2 separate regions of the Mus musculus genome follow, and region 2 is linked to region 1. Evidence: chromatin contacts called from public Hi-C data. All regions are on one chromosome and are shown on one strand. Each heading gives the region's core, a stretch centred on a gene start, on an enhancer-like site or on the middle of the called end of the contact. The rest is flanking DNA. Distances are from core to core; before and after follow the strand shown. Region 1 has its middle 55 kb from the start of Gm41097. Region 2 overlaps Fhit (fragile histidine triad gene).

What was found. Hi-C and Micro-C count contacts between places; a contact is called where the count stands out from the background.
Region 2: a Hi-C map of the N1E-115 cell line shows a contact between it and region 1, with 8 times the contacts expected there. The contact joins two enhancer-like sites. A contact is called at or near these places in 3 of 484 Hi-C or Micro-C datasets (3T3-L1-derived adipocytes, the N1E-115 cell line and peritoneal macrophages).

What each region holds. Positions count from the first base shown.
Region 1 is chr14:9,390,801-9,396,952 of GRCm38.p6, reverse strand. No RefSeq gene overlaps it. Among named protein-coding and RNA genes, the nearest start is that of Gm41097, 55 kb to the left of the region's middle. Within about 2 kb of position 3,327, at least 25 of the 459 cell types and tissues checked have an H3K27ac peak or open chromatin away from gene starts, as enhancers often do. A contact at or near this core is called in the N1E-115 cell line, where this site is marked.
Region 2 is chr14:9,837,912-9,844,063 of GRCm38.p6, reverse strand. The region is part of intron 4 of Fhit (fragile histidine triad gene); the gene reads left to right. Among named protein-coding and RNA genes, the nearest start is that of Gm41096, 310 kb to the right of the region's middle. Within about 2 kb of position 2,338, at least 3 of the 459 cell types and tissues checked have an H3K27ac peak or open chromatin away from gene starts, as enhancers often do. A contact at or near this core is called in the N1E-115 cell line, where this site is marked.

The DNA of each region.
Region 1 (6,152 bases), core at 2,078-4,577:
AATACAGGAATAGAATCATAACTCTAAGTTAGGAATTAGGGTAGAGTATGTCATCAAATTGACAAATATGGACTGGATATTAATTGTTATCATACTTTTGGAATTTACAGGGTTATTATGGTTTTGTCCCATTTATGTCTGGGAGAAGAGGTTTGGTTGTTTGTTTTCTGTTTTTTTTTTAATTGGACAGAAAAGATGAGATGTAGAGATGGTTATGATGCTAAGGTCCTGTTGCCCCAATTGGTTCTTTATCCATCAATAAATATGCTAGCGGCCAATGAGCTGGGTGGAATAAGCAAGAATTCTGGGTCCCCTCAGGCAGGCTAGCAGATTTCAAGAGAGGGAGGGAGGGAGGGAGAGAGAGAGAGAGAGAGAGAGAGAGAGAGAGAGAGAGAGAGAGAGAGAGAAGGTGTTTTCATCATGCTTCAGAGGGAGAAAAGCCAATCAGCCATGTGAGATCTTGGATGGAGCAGCCATAGACCAGTTCTCCAGGTGGAAAGTTGGGGTGATGACCTGGGAGTGAAGGTGGCTGAACAACTGAAGCTAGAGCAGGTTAAGAGGTGATGAGCTAAAAGTATTGGGAAGGACATGCTAGCCATGGTAGACTGGAGGCACCCAGCAGTTGAGCCAAGAAGGCAAGTTGAAATTGGGCAATGTGTGTGTTTTTCATCCATAGATTCAATATTCTCTGCAAAGGAGCCTGGTAGTGTGGCCTGTTCCCAGACCATAGGCAGGGTAGCAAAAGCTATATGCTACAGGCATGTGGTACAACCTTGGGAACATGCAATAGGGTGCATTCTGAGCTAACTGAGCAGAAAGCGGACTTGCCTGCCACATTATCTCTTTGCTCCAGGACACAGTCTGGATATTGCCACTCTCCAGAATGATGTTAGATATTGAGAATTACTCCCTATCATGAAGACAAATCCAAAACATGAGAGTGGCCCACCAACAGAATTGATCCTCAGCACTAAGTTTCCTTATCCAGACAGAAGGATGGAAGGACTGGCCTACTTTAGTCAGGTTTTGCAACTTTTAGGAAGTGTATGTAGTGCAGACCACTGGTGAGGATTGAGGGCAATGGAGATGAGGACAAGGGCCTCAGTTTCAGAGGCAGCAGGATTTCTGACAAAGCTACCAATTGTTTGTTCAGCAATATCAGACTTCATGAGATAGAAATGTCCATGAGGTTTCAAAATAAGCCCACATGACAGATGATTCATTGTATATAGAAAGAGAGACTTTCAACATCCAAAGATTCAGAGCAGGGTGCTTAACTCAGTTGGCAGAATGGCAGAGGCCCCAGATTCCATGTCCAGTAGCAAATAAACCAGGAATACGGTGCATGTCTGTTATCCTGCTATTCGGAAGGGGGAGGCAGGCAGACCAGGAGTTCCAGGTCATTCTCTGACATAATGAGGTCAGGGTAGCCTGGCTTACAGGAGACCAGGTCTTAAATTTTAAACAACAAACACAAACAAGCAAACAAACAAACAAAAAACCCAGAAATAACAACTACAACAAGCAACGGAAACCCACTCATTTAAATGAAGTTTAACACCATTTGCAAAGTTGTACTGATCTCCTCCAAACAGAAGCCCAAAGTCCTGTCTGCAAACAGAAATGAAGCTGCATAGGTGGGAGTAAGGACCTGAAGAAGCTCCTTGCTGAAGTAGAAGCTGAAGCTTCAGAGGTCTCTGCCTGACTGGAGAGAGAAACACGGTTTCCTTTGCTTCTGAGACAGAGCAGAGACATGCTCAAAAAAAAAAAAAAAAAAAAAAAAAAAAGACAGGAGGTCACTCTACTGAGACAATCATCTTGCATGCCCATTTGTACCACCAAATAGTCGATGTCTCTAATACTGTGGAAATATGAGGTGATCTTGGGATATTAAGTCTGTTAGTAGCATCAATCTGGAGACTAACCAACTGGGACTGTTCAGTGGCAGCGTGGGCATAAGCTCAGAGGCAAAACCCATTTAAAGGCAGAGAGACAGAGAACAGACCACCCAGAAAATGCCCTACCAGGCGAAAATCTCAGGCTAAAGAAGATGCCACCATGAAACCAAGAAATACACAGAGGCAAATTCAGTCAGGCAACCATGACAGGAAAGACAGGAGGCCACTAATAGGAAAGTGGCAGATATGAGTGCTGGAATTAGCAAGTGACATTACTAAGCCTCACTGGGCCTCATTTCTCTTACCAGTGACATGACTGTTAGGCAGTTCCTACCCACCAACACTGCTGTGGATTTTAAGTAACCAAATCTGGTTTTCCATTTGTGTGTGTGTGTGTGTGTGTGTGTGTGTGTGTGTGTGTGTGTGTGTGTGGTGGGGGTTGGCCTGAGGACTGAGGTAGATACTCTCTACCATACCTTGAGGCAGCATCTCTCAGTCAGACCCAGAGCTTTCCTATATGGTTGGTCTCCTTAGCCAGCTTGTGCTGGGAAACCCTGCCTTCCAGGCAGATTGCCATACTCAACTGGCATCTGCATAGGTTCTGGGGATCTGAACCTGCATCTTCACACTTGCAGAGCAAGGGCTTTGACTACAGAGCCATCCCCATGGCGCCCTGTTGTGGGATTTTAAAGCTTCTTTCATCATAGCACCCAATGCAGAGTAAGTGCTGCCAGCGTTGTAGCTGCCATTGTTGGTAATTTAGTGTACAATCTGTCTTGTGTTAAGTTTAGCTAACCAGGGCATGGGAAAATAGCAGAATTAACAGTTAAATGGGATGGCAACCATGCTTTTACTTAAGATAACGACCTTTTCATTAAACTAACTCTTAGTAGCTCTTGCCCTGACACACTAAGCATGTGCGTGCTGATTTAGCCTCAGGGTTTGGCTATACAATCAGTGTGTATTCTGGCATCTAGTTTGTGTTGTGGGGCTAAAGCATGATAGTGCCTGTAAAACTCTATTGTTTCTCATTATCAATATCATTAAAACACTAGTAATACAATACAACAGTAGAGAGTCGAATAATTCAATTTAAAGTCTGCCAGTCAAACACAGAGGGAGGACTCAGCTGAAGCCCTTTTCCAAAAGGAAGTTAAAATCAATTTTGATCTTTTTCTTTTTTGGGGGGAGGGCTGAGATAATAAGATAAAAGTTTTGTAAATCACAACACATATTTCATCTAGTGTCTACAAAAGCAAAGGTTTTAAAGATCTTTCAACTTGTCGTCTCTAAGATATTTTGACCTCTACTTTTTATATTACCAGCAAAATAGGCAATTTGTCTTTCAGATTTAAAGCAAGACACTGTCTGGAACGCAGGGGAAACTGCACCATCTGCTGGCCGGAGTGGAGAACTGCTGGGAAGAGGACACTTTCTGCTGAGGAGGTAGAGTTTCTAGCTATGGGCTTGCAAATGGAAAACCCAGACACAGTTGGAGTCTCTGAAAGGTCACAGCTTGAATCACACTGCCATGCTGCTTCTCCTGTGACAACTGGCTCTTGCTTGTCTCTAGGAACACCATCAGCCTTTTCAACTCAAGAAGCAGGAAGTCATCCAGTGAGAGCCAGCTGGGTGTTCTGATAACTGGTTTCCTTGCTTTGTCCTTTGGCCTGGCTGGGAGTGCATCAGAGCCTGTGTTCCAAGGCCTGTGCAGTTTCAGACCAGCACAGGGCTCCAGAGTTCCTCTGCCTCTCCCTTCTTTTCCGTAGGGTTTCAGGCCTGTGGGATTGCAGCCTATAGAGGAAGCCAAGGAATCATGCCATTGGAGCTGAGTGAACAAGACACCTGCTGCCTGTTCTGTTTTGGGGTTCCACCTCTCCAAGGCACAGAGCAACTCAGGTGGCCTCATTTTAAACAATTTTCAAACTCAGAAGGCTTTACATACAGTAGAAAGTTCTGGACACAGGGCAAGCTGTGCCTTTGAGACTGCTTCTGAGCCCTATGTAGATTCTGGATATACTGGCTAGTTTTATGTGTCAACTTGCCCCAAGCAAGAGTCCTGAGAGAGGATGGAGCCTCAGTTGAGAAAATGTCATCATGAGATCCAGCTGTAAGGCGTTTTCTCAATTATTTATCAGTGGGGGAGGGGCCAGCTCATGGTAGACGGTGCCATCCCTGCAGTGATGCTTCTGCGTTTTGTAAGAAAGGGGGCTGGATAAGTCATGGGAAGCAATCCAGTAAGCAGCATCTCCCCATGGCCTTTGCATCAGCTCCTGTCTTAGGTTCCTGTCCTGATTGGGTTCCTGCATTGACGTCCCTCAGTGATGAACAGCAACATGGACGTGTAAGCCAATCTTCCTCAACTTGCTCTTTCGTTATGATGTTTCATCGTAGCAATAAAATCCCTACGACTCTGGCCAATGTGCTAACTACTGTCACATGTGCGTTTGTATATTAATAATTCATGTAATTCTCTAAACAACCTCATGAGGATGATTCCAGTGAAATTGTCATTTTAAAGACAAGGAAACTGAGGCAGGCCATGTTCTTTTCAACGATTCAAAGAGAAAGACCACCGACTCAAATCATCATGGCCAGATTATTTAAAACAAACAATTAAAGCAAGCTTTTATTATTATAATTATGATTCTTATTTATGTACATAAGCTGGGCTGTCTCCCTCTTAAGGCAGGGCTCAAGAGATCAACACTGTATGTGAGGAAGGTAAGATGTTTTTAGCTCTGAGGGGTAGGGGATTTCCAAATAGGGGATTTGGCAGGCAAAATTGGCAGGGTTACAGAAGCAGAATAGAAGCATAACAAGTTGGCCATAACATACTCCTAAAACAAAAGCATGATTTCAAGTTGGTCATAATAAGGGGGTCATAACAAGGTAGGCGTCACAGCAGATGGTCATAATAACCTTCTGAAACAGAGGCACGGTTGCTGTTTCCTGGAACAGATAGTCCAGAACCATTTTTAGTTAAGGTTATAGGTGGGGCATAGCCCAATCCTCGAGAAATAGCATTTTATTGGCATTTCATTTAACGGCTTCAGGGATCTCAAAAGCAAGTATATCGAGCTTCTGGGGCTAAAGCAAGCTTGCCGGGAGCCCTGACGTGGCATGCAGGAAGAGAGCCTAAAGGAGCTCCTCCAACTGCACCATTAGGCAGTGGCAGACTCAGAAGGCTAAAGGTGCCCTTCAAGGATAGTCAGTTGGTGGAGTGCCTGCCTACTGTGTTGAAGCGCTAGGTTTAATCCACAGCATTGCATAAACCTAGCTATGGAGGCTCATGTCTTTGATCCCAGCAAATAACAGTAGAGGCAGGATCACCCTCAGCTAAGTTCCAAGCTAGCCCGCACCACACAAACCATCTCTCAAAAACAAATATGTTCTAATATTTTTTTTTAATAAAGTAGGGGGAAAACAAAGGCCTCCTATTGGCTGAAGTCACCCTGAAGCTTTTCTTGAGTTTTGCAGATAGCAAGTCTGAAATGAGTCCCCGACTTACAGGATACTAAGTCAACTGGCAGACTGTGCTTCTCAGACTCGTCTGACTAGGCATTACAACTGTAGAACAAAAAGAGAAACACAAGCTGAAGTGCAATTTCAAATGACGGCCTTTCTGGGATTATGGGTGGCCAGGAGCTGAGCTCTGGGTCTCCCAGTGGCTGCAGTTCCCAGCTGCTTCTCAGAGTTGCTGTGGGCTGTGGCGACAGTGCACATTTCTGCCTCTGCTGACACAAGACACTTTAGACTAGCTTTGCTTCAGACATTTCTCCCCCATCTACTGGGTATTAACACAGAATTGACTATTAACTCATCACTAGAAGCAAAGAAACACCCTGCCTGTTTGGAGGAGTCACCCTCCAGAGGTGAACATATGTTGAAACTGTATTCTGCCATAAGATATATGTCAGAGTATTCTTATCTTCACCCCTCCCAAAATAAAGCAACTAAGTTACCCTTTACTTTTCATTCTAACATTCAGGCTACCTTAACATGTTTCTTAGCCTACCAATTTAAAAATGCATATTTATTTTACTTTAATAATCATGTGTATTCATGTGTGTTGAGTCAGGGGTGGGAGTGGGTGGGTGATTATGTGTCTTCATGAAGCGTCTCCAGAAGCCAGAGGTAGCAGATCCCTCGGAGCGGGAGTTACGCATGGTTGTGAGCCACCTTCCATGGGTGCTGAGAACTGACCTGGAGTCCTCAGAAGGGCAGCACAGTCTTCTCTGGGACATTGTCTAA
Region 2 (6,152 bases), core at 1,089-3,588, 450 kb before region 1:
CTCTTTATCTTTTATACCAGAACCATTAATAAAGTAATCCCCAAGACTCAAAAAGCTGCTGGTAAAGGTAAGGATTTGAGGACTGAGCCTGGTGCAAGAGGGAATATGGATAATGAATTATAGCCCTGTCAAGCTGTTGAGCCACAGATATGTAGAAACCAAGGGATGTCCTCCCTAATGACTAAAAGCATATGAGGTTTTTGAGACTCTGATGAGCCTCACACCAAATACAGTGAAATATCCACACCCCACCTCCTTGTGAATCATGTCAGTTCTGGGAAAGGGTGTTTTTGAAATTTAACCCTATGCCAATATAATATTTCAACTTTAGAGGGAAAAGACAAACAGTGATTTGAAATCTTGTGTTCCATCAATATAGAAATAATGTACTTGGTTCCCAATACAGAAGTTGCCATTTCTTTGGTCTGATGTATTTTCTTGCAATAGGATTTTCTCCCTCCTAATGTTATAGAAAAGGCAAACATGGGGTTCTTTAAGAAGTTGACCTTGCCTTAAATGGCTAAGGAAAATAAACAACATTGAGTAAACAACCAAATACTCTTTTACTTCATAATAAAATCCATTTATCCTAATGTTCACATTCAGATCTCTCACTCTGGGTTTATATATCTGTTCCATGGAAAAGAAATGGCTTCTAATGCTATCTATCCTACTGCTCTGAAAAAATGGCCCAAGAGGGGCTTTTATTTGTGTTTCAAATCATCTGTTGGTTGTAAATGGTATAAATTCCAAAATGCAATCATTTTCTAGCATTACAATTTTGATGTTACTGTTCAGTCATGAAAAGCATAGATGTGATTCTAAACTCAGATCCACCATCAACTGGCCATAGACGAATCTTATTCTTAAAGAAGACACTCAAAGCACAGGCCTTTAGAGAATTCTGGGAGGCCTAGTGACCTTGGAAATCAGATATTTTCTTTTATAGTACAATCTCCCTCTTCCAACAAATGTGTGTGCACATCTGTGTGTGTGTGTACACACACACATACACACATATAGATACACAGAGACAGAGAAAGAGAGGGAGAAACATTTTGTAATCCAGGGTACAGTGAGGGGACTGTTTCCAGTTCTGCACAGCTCTCATTTGGAATTGATGCTGACAATTGCCTCAGCATCCGAGTTACCCCATTCCTGCCTCGAAGGGAAAGAAACATTTTGCCTCTCCTGTCCACCTCCTTGGCATTCACCCTTTAAGCCCAGCCTTGGAAGTAAATGGCCCAGTCGTGGAATGCTGAGAAGCTGTAGAAGGACTGTAGTTCATACTGAGTTCCTTTCCCAGTAAGTATCTATGGAGACCCTACTTTATAACAGTCATTGCTAGTCTCTGGGCTAGAGTGCAAGGAAGGTCAGCCAAGAAATACTCTTAGTTTCACATCTGTTCCTCCAACGACCAAGTGAACAAAGAAATCACTGCAGATGTAACAAGGTGTTATGAAATGGAATAACACATAGGGAAAAAAGTAGGAGCCTTGAGGATGCTTGATTTGCAGAGACAGGAAGGGCCTCTTAAAGAAAGGACCTATAGTAGAAAATTATAGATTGGATAATGACAGAACCCAAACCTGAGTGTTGAAGAACATTCTGGACTAAGAAAATAGCAGTCAGAGCGAAGTTATCACATTTTAGAAGATGAACACAAGGTATCAAGAAGCCTTGTGCATTGTTGGAAGTAAGGAATTTTAATTCTCTTCAAAGTGTATTATTTGATGGTTCAGATACTATGAGGACAAAAGATATTTGCAAGGCACCTACTATAGATCATCTTATCTAGATTCACATTTAAATATCTAAGTGTAGTATTCTAGAATTTGAATAATTATTATCCTGTGTTTATTATGGACTTGATGGTTTTCACTAGCATTTTTCCCTATGCATATTCTATGGTTAGCATACAAGGAGTTAAAAATTGGTTGAATTTTTTTTTCTTTTGTTTTAGTGCCAGGTGCACTTTCACTTTATATAATCCAAAAGTTAGCAAAGTTCTTTTGTTAAAGGCCAGATAGTAAACTTTTTAGACTCTGAGTGCCAGATGCAGTCTGTTACAAAAATACAGTTTTGCTTTTGTAACACAAAAGCCATCACAGAATATATGAAAATACATTTTCACAACGGACCTGGATGTGTTAGAATAAAATGTTATTTATAAAAGGATTAGCTGTCTAAATTTGTACGCATAATTTATAGGCTTACCAGGTTTGAGAGACCATCTTCTGGTCATCACAGAGACTTCTAGGCATTAGGTATAGGAGTGGATATTCTCATCATGACTGTCAAGAAAAGAGCTGATTCAGAGAGCAGCTGGCAGTCATCCTACAGTGAGTGGAATGGCGGAAATAGACTAAAGCTCCAGTCTTGGTGACATTATCTCATCCTTAGCCAGTCCTGAGGCCTTTCCTAAACATAAGCATTTTCAGTTAGGTGATCTCACCAAGTTCTCTGCTGTTAAAGCTAGGCAGAGTTGACTCTTACCCGTATCAAGAGAAGACATGCTCAACTAGACCATCTGCTCTAAAATAATCAATTATTGTTAGTTCTTAACATGCTTAACTGGCAGTTTGCGTAAACAATTTCTAAAGTGCTTGTGCATCTCTATAGTGCTCATCAGATGCCAAGGGGGATCTTTGAGCAGAAGTCTGCAAATCAATGGCCCTAGAAGAACTTAACTTGCAATGGGTTCCCTCTGGTGCATGACCACACGGTAATTCCATTAACTTTAATGATGGTTCGCCTGCACAAAATGGACTCTGTTAGTCTATTCTCCTCTCTGTTTTGGGCATTAAATCTTCTCCTCCAGCTAACTCTTCAGGGTGAAGTATGGACAGCTATGCCATTTATTTCTTGGCCTTTATTAATATATGCAGGCCTCTCCCTCTCTGGGAGGCAGCCCTAAATGAGTGCATTAAAAATGAATTTCCTATGCCATTTGTCGATGCTGAGAAAACCCCAGAGTCAGGCACATCAGTGGATTATTATGGATTGTTGCAAGATACAATAAAACCATAAATATTACTCAAAACAATTACTGTGGTCACATTAGCAAATTATCAAATCCATAATTTTCTCTGGAGGCTGGCCTTGGAGAGTTAAATAAAGTAGCAGGGGGAGGAAAGTTGTATTTTAGGAATGAGAGAAAGAGAGCTAGGAGAGAGAAATTTATGATTTAATTTGCTGGGTGATCTAAATGAGAATAACTATTGAATTTCTAAAAAGTGAACTTTGATTAGTTTCAGGTGTCAGAAAAGAACAGAAAATAATGGATCAGCTTATGGTTTTTGGAGAGTCTTTGGGCGGGGGGTGGGGGGGCAAGAAGATATTCATTGTGAAGAATAAGGCATAACTTGACCTTTGACCCATTTCCTTCTGTGTTCTTATTGTCTGTGTTCAGATAATTGGATTATCCTGAGACTAGCTGGCGCTTCCCTAGACTTGGACTTTACTTTCTGCACCAAGTGTCAATTTACCCCCATTCAGAAATAAATCAATTGAAAATGAAATTACCCACAGCACTCGTTTTTCACCATCTAGTAAATGAGTCTCTAAAGAACAGGAGGGCCTCCCATCTTGGCTCAAGCTTAATGAAGTCCTTCTTTTTGGCAGAGCTGGTACAGAACTATTGTCTCTGCCTTAGTCATGCTTCTTCTCTTTACTGGATTATGAGGCAATATCTGTTTGGTGGAACTTATAGTAGCATGTTCCTAGAGGCTTATGAATATTTTCTGAAGATATAACTGGAGGCCCAGCTCCTTACGTATGGCAGCCTAGAGTAAAGCTACCTATTGCTCTGTCTTCCCAGTTAGCAATTATGGAAGTTCACCAGCAGTTCTGGCCCCAACTGCCCTCTGATGACAGACACAGCCACACCAGTGGCTAGGGTTTCAGGAATGGATCTGCTCTTCAATCATCACACTTCAGGAAGACAGCAAAGCAATTTACACAAAGATGAAGGAGATCTCCTAATGAACCATATGGAAGATTTTAAAGTTGAATACATTATGAACAACAGAAATGGTTTTAAAGTAGCCATCACAGAAGAACCATGTTCTGTCAAGTCTCCAGAGCCTTGTAAAGAGAGGGAATGGCAGACGAATTCAGTAGATGAATGGGAATTTTAATTGCAACCTAATTGATTTTACTCAGTATGCTCATTAGGTGAAAGGAGACTCCAAGTCATTTCCCATGGTCATTGCATTAATAGATGTGAGATGTGTGTGATCTGTAGCATTGCTTTCTCCCTGTAAACAGCATAAGCAACACAAGCAGAGCTTTACAAGGTTGGGCAGTGATGAAATTTGTTTCTTTGTATTTTAGCTCTTGTATTAACTCGTCTTCTATATGCTTCGTAGTCTTAGCTTTAATGCATCCAGTGTACCAACCTATGTCCAATTTTATCACCAATTTTTCTGACCACCTGTCTTATTCCATGATAAAATAATCTTAGTTAGAAAAGTTATTCCCCCCCAAACAAAATCCCCTGTTCTTCTACGGTAACTCCCCAATATCTCTACAAAGACAAATTTCCAATTACATTGATACAATTCAGGTCTTATTTTCAAATGTGTGCAATTATTATACAACAATGTGGAACAATAGTCAGTTCCCTCATTTCTATTTCTGTCTTCTTTTCAAGTTCCAGCAATAGCATCCATAAGTCCAGGTGATGTCAGGGTCCCTGCTCTTACTCCCATCTCTCTCTTTTCCTTATTACTCTCTCCCTTCCCTTTCCTCTTCCTTTTCTTTCTTTCCTTTTTCCCTCTATCCCTCTTCCTTTCTTCCTATTCCTTGTCTCTGACATATTCATTCTTTCTTCCTCTTCTAAACATTTTGGACATGCTATATTGACATTATCCTACTGTTCATTGCTAGAGGCTTTGTAGACTCTGGAAAAAGATGTATCTCCCCCCAAGCCCTGGACACAAGATTTGTCAGTGACTTACTATGTACATGGGATGGCTTTTGCTCTTTCACTAAACTGGTCCCACATCTAGTGCTTTCTATGCAGAGTCTACTGCAGTTTAAACTCACTGCATTCGATCACATGTGGATGTTCAGATACATGGCTGACCATAAACAACTGCTGGACTTCAGAGCTGATTATTTTTATAGAAGATAAAGTTACTAAAAAGGTTGCATTTGCATCTTTGTCATAGTTTAGACCTTACATAGAGGACTCTTTCTGTTTTCTGAAGACAGTCAAGTCTGGTTATTACTACTAAAATTCTGTGGTGTCATCATCATCAGGAAAACACTGTTAGGAGATGAGGTGGATTCTAACTGAGTACATATTCCATTAATGTAATGCATTCTGAACTAATATTCTTGCTCAGTGGTGCTTGATCTATAATAGTGTTGCTTTCAATAACTGAGGTGCCTCCATTGCATGGCTATTCTCAGGTTTTACACTTTCCAACCATTTATCTAGGTGTTCCCCTTCTAACTGGCATACATAGGCCATGTGGAGCCCCTTGAACTCTTGGGTGATGACAATTATAATCATAAATTCAATTACAATTGGCTAACTCATTTATCTCTGTGGATTGAAAGGCTTTCAACGTACTTAAAATATTTAAAGTTATGAAAATTTTCTACAGGAGAATTCACCTATATATAGCATTAATTTCAGTGTTTTCCAGATCATTCAGGTCTAGGTAACCATGAATTATTAGACTCAGTTTACATGATTTAGAACCTTTCAATTCAGTACTTAGGAAAAGATAGCATTTCTTCCCACGATACAAGGAACCGTATTCTACCAAGAGAGATTAGATGTTGCAAAAGTCTTCTTGACTCATAATATTGCAGTTTCAAAATCAGACACCTTCACTCTTCTTATCTGTGTGGTTAGGATTAAATGGCTTTTACTTTTCTTTGCTTTCATGTCTATAAAACCAGAATAGCATTACTCCTTCTAGATGGGAATTTTGTAGTAAGTGAGATTATGGGAGGTCTTTGTATAATGTTTGACATATTATGCGTTATTCCCCAATTACTTATGGAGAAACCCATTGCATGCTAGTTTATATTCCAGCTCCTATGACCAGAGCAATGAGCAGAACCACTGGTGAGGAATGAAAGTGGATTTACTTTGTTTTCAGTATCTTCTTAATGGGGCCGAAAATGCTTATTAA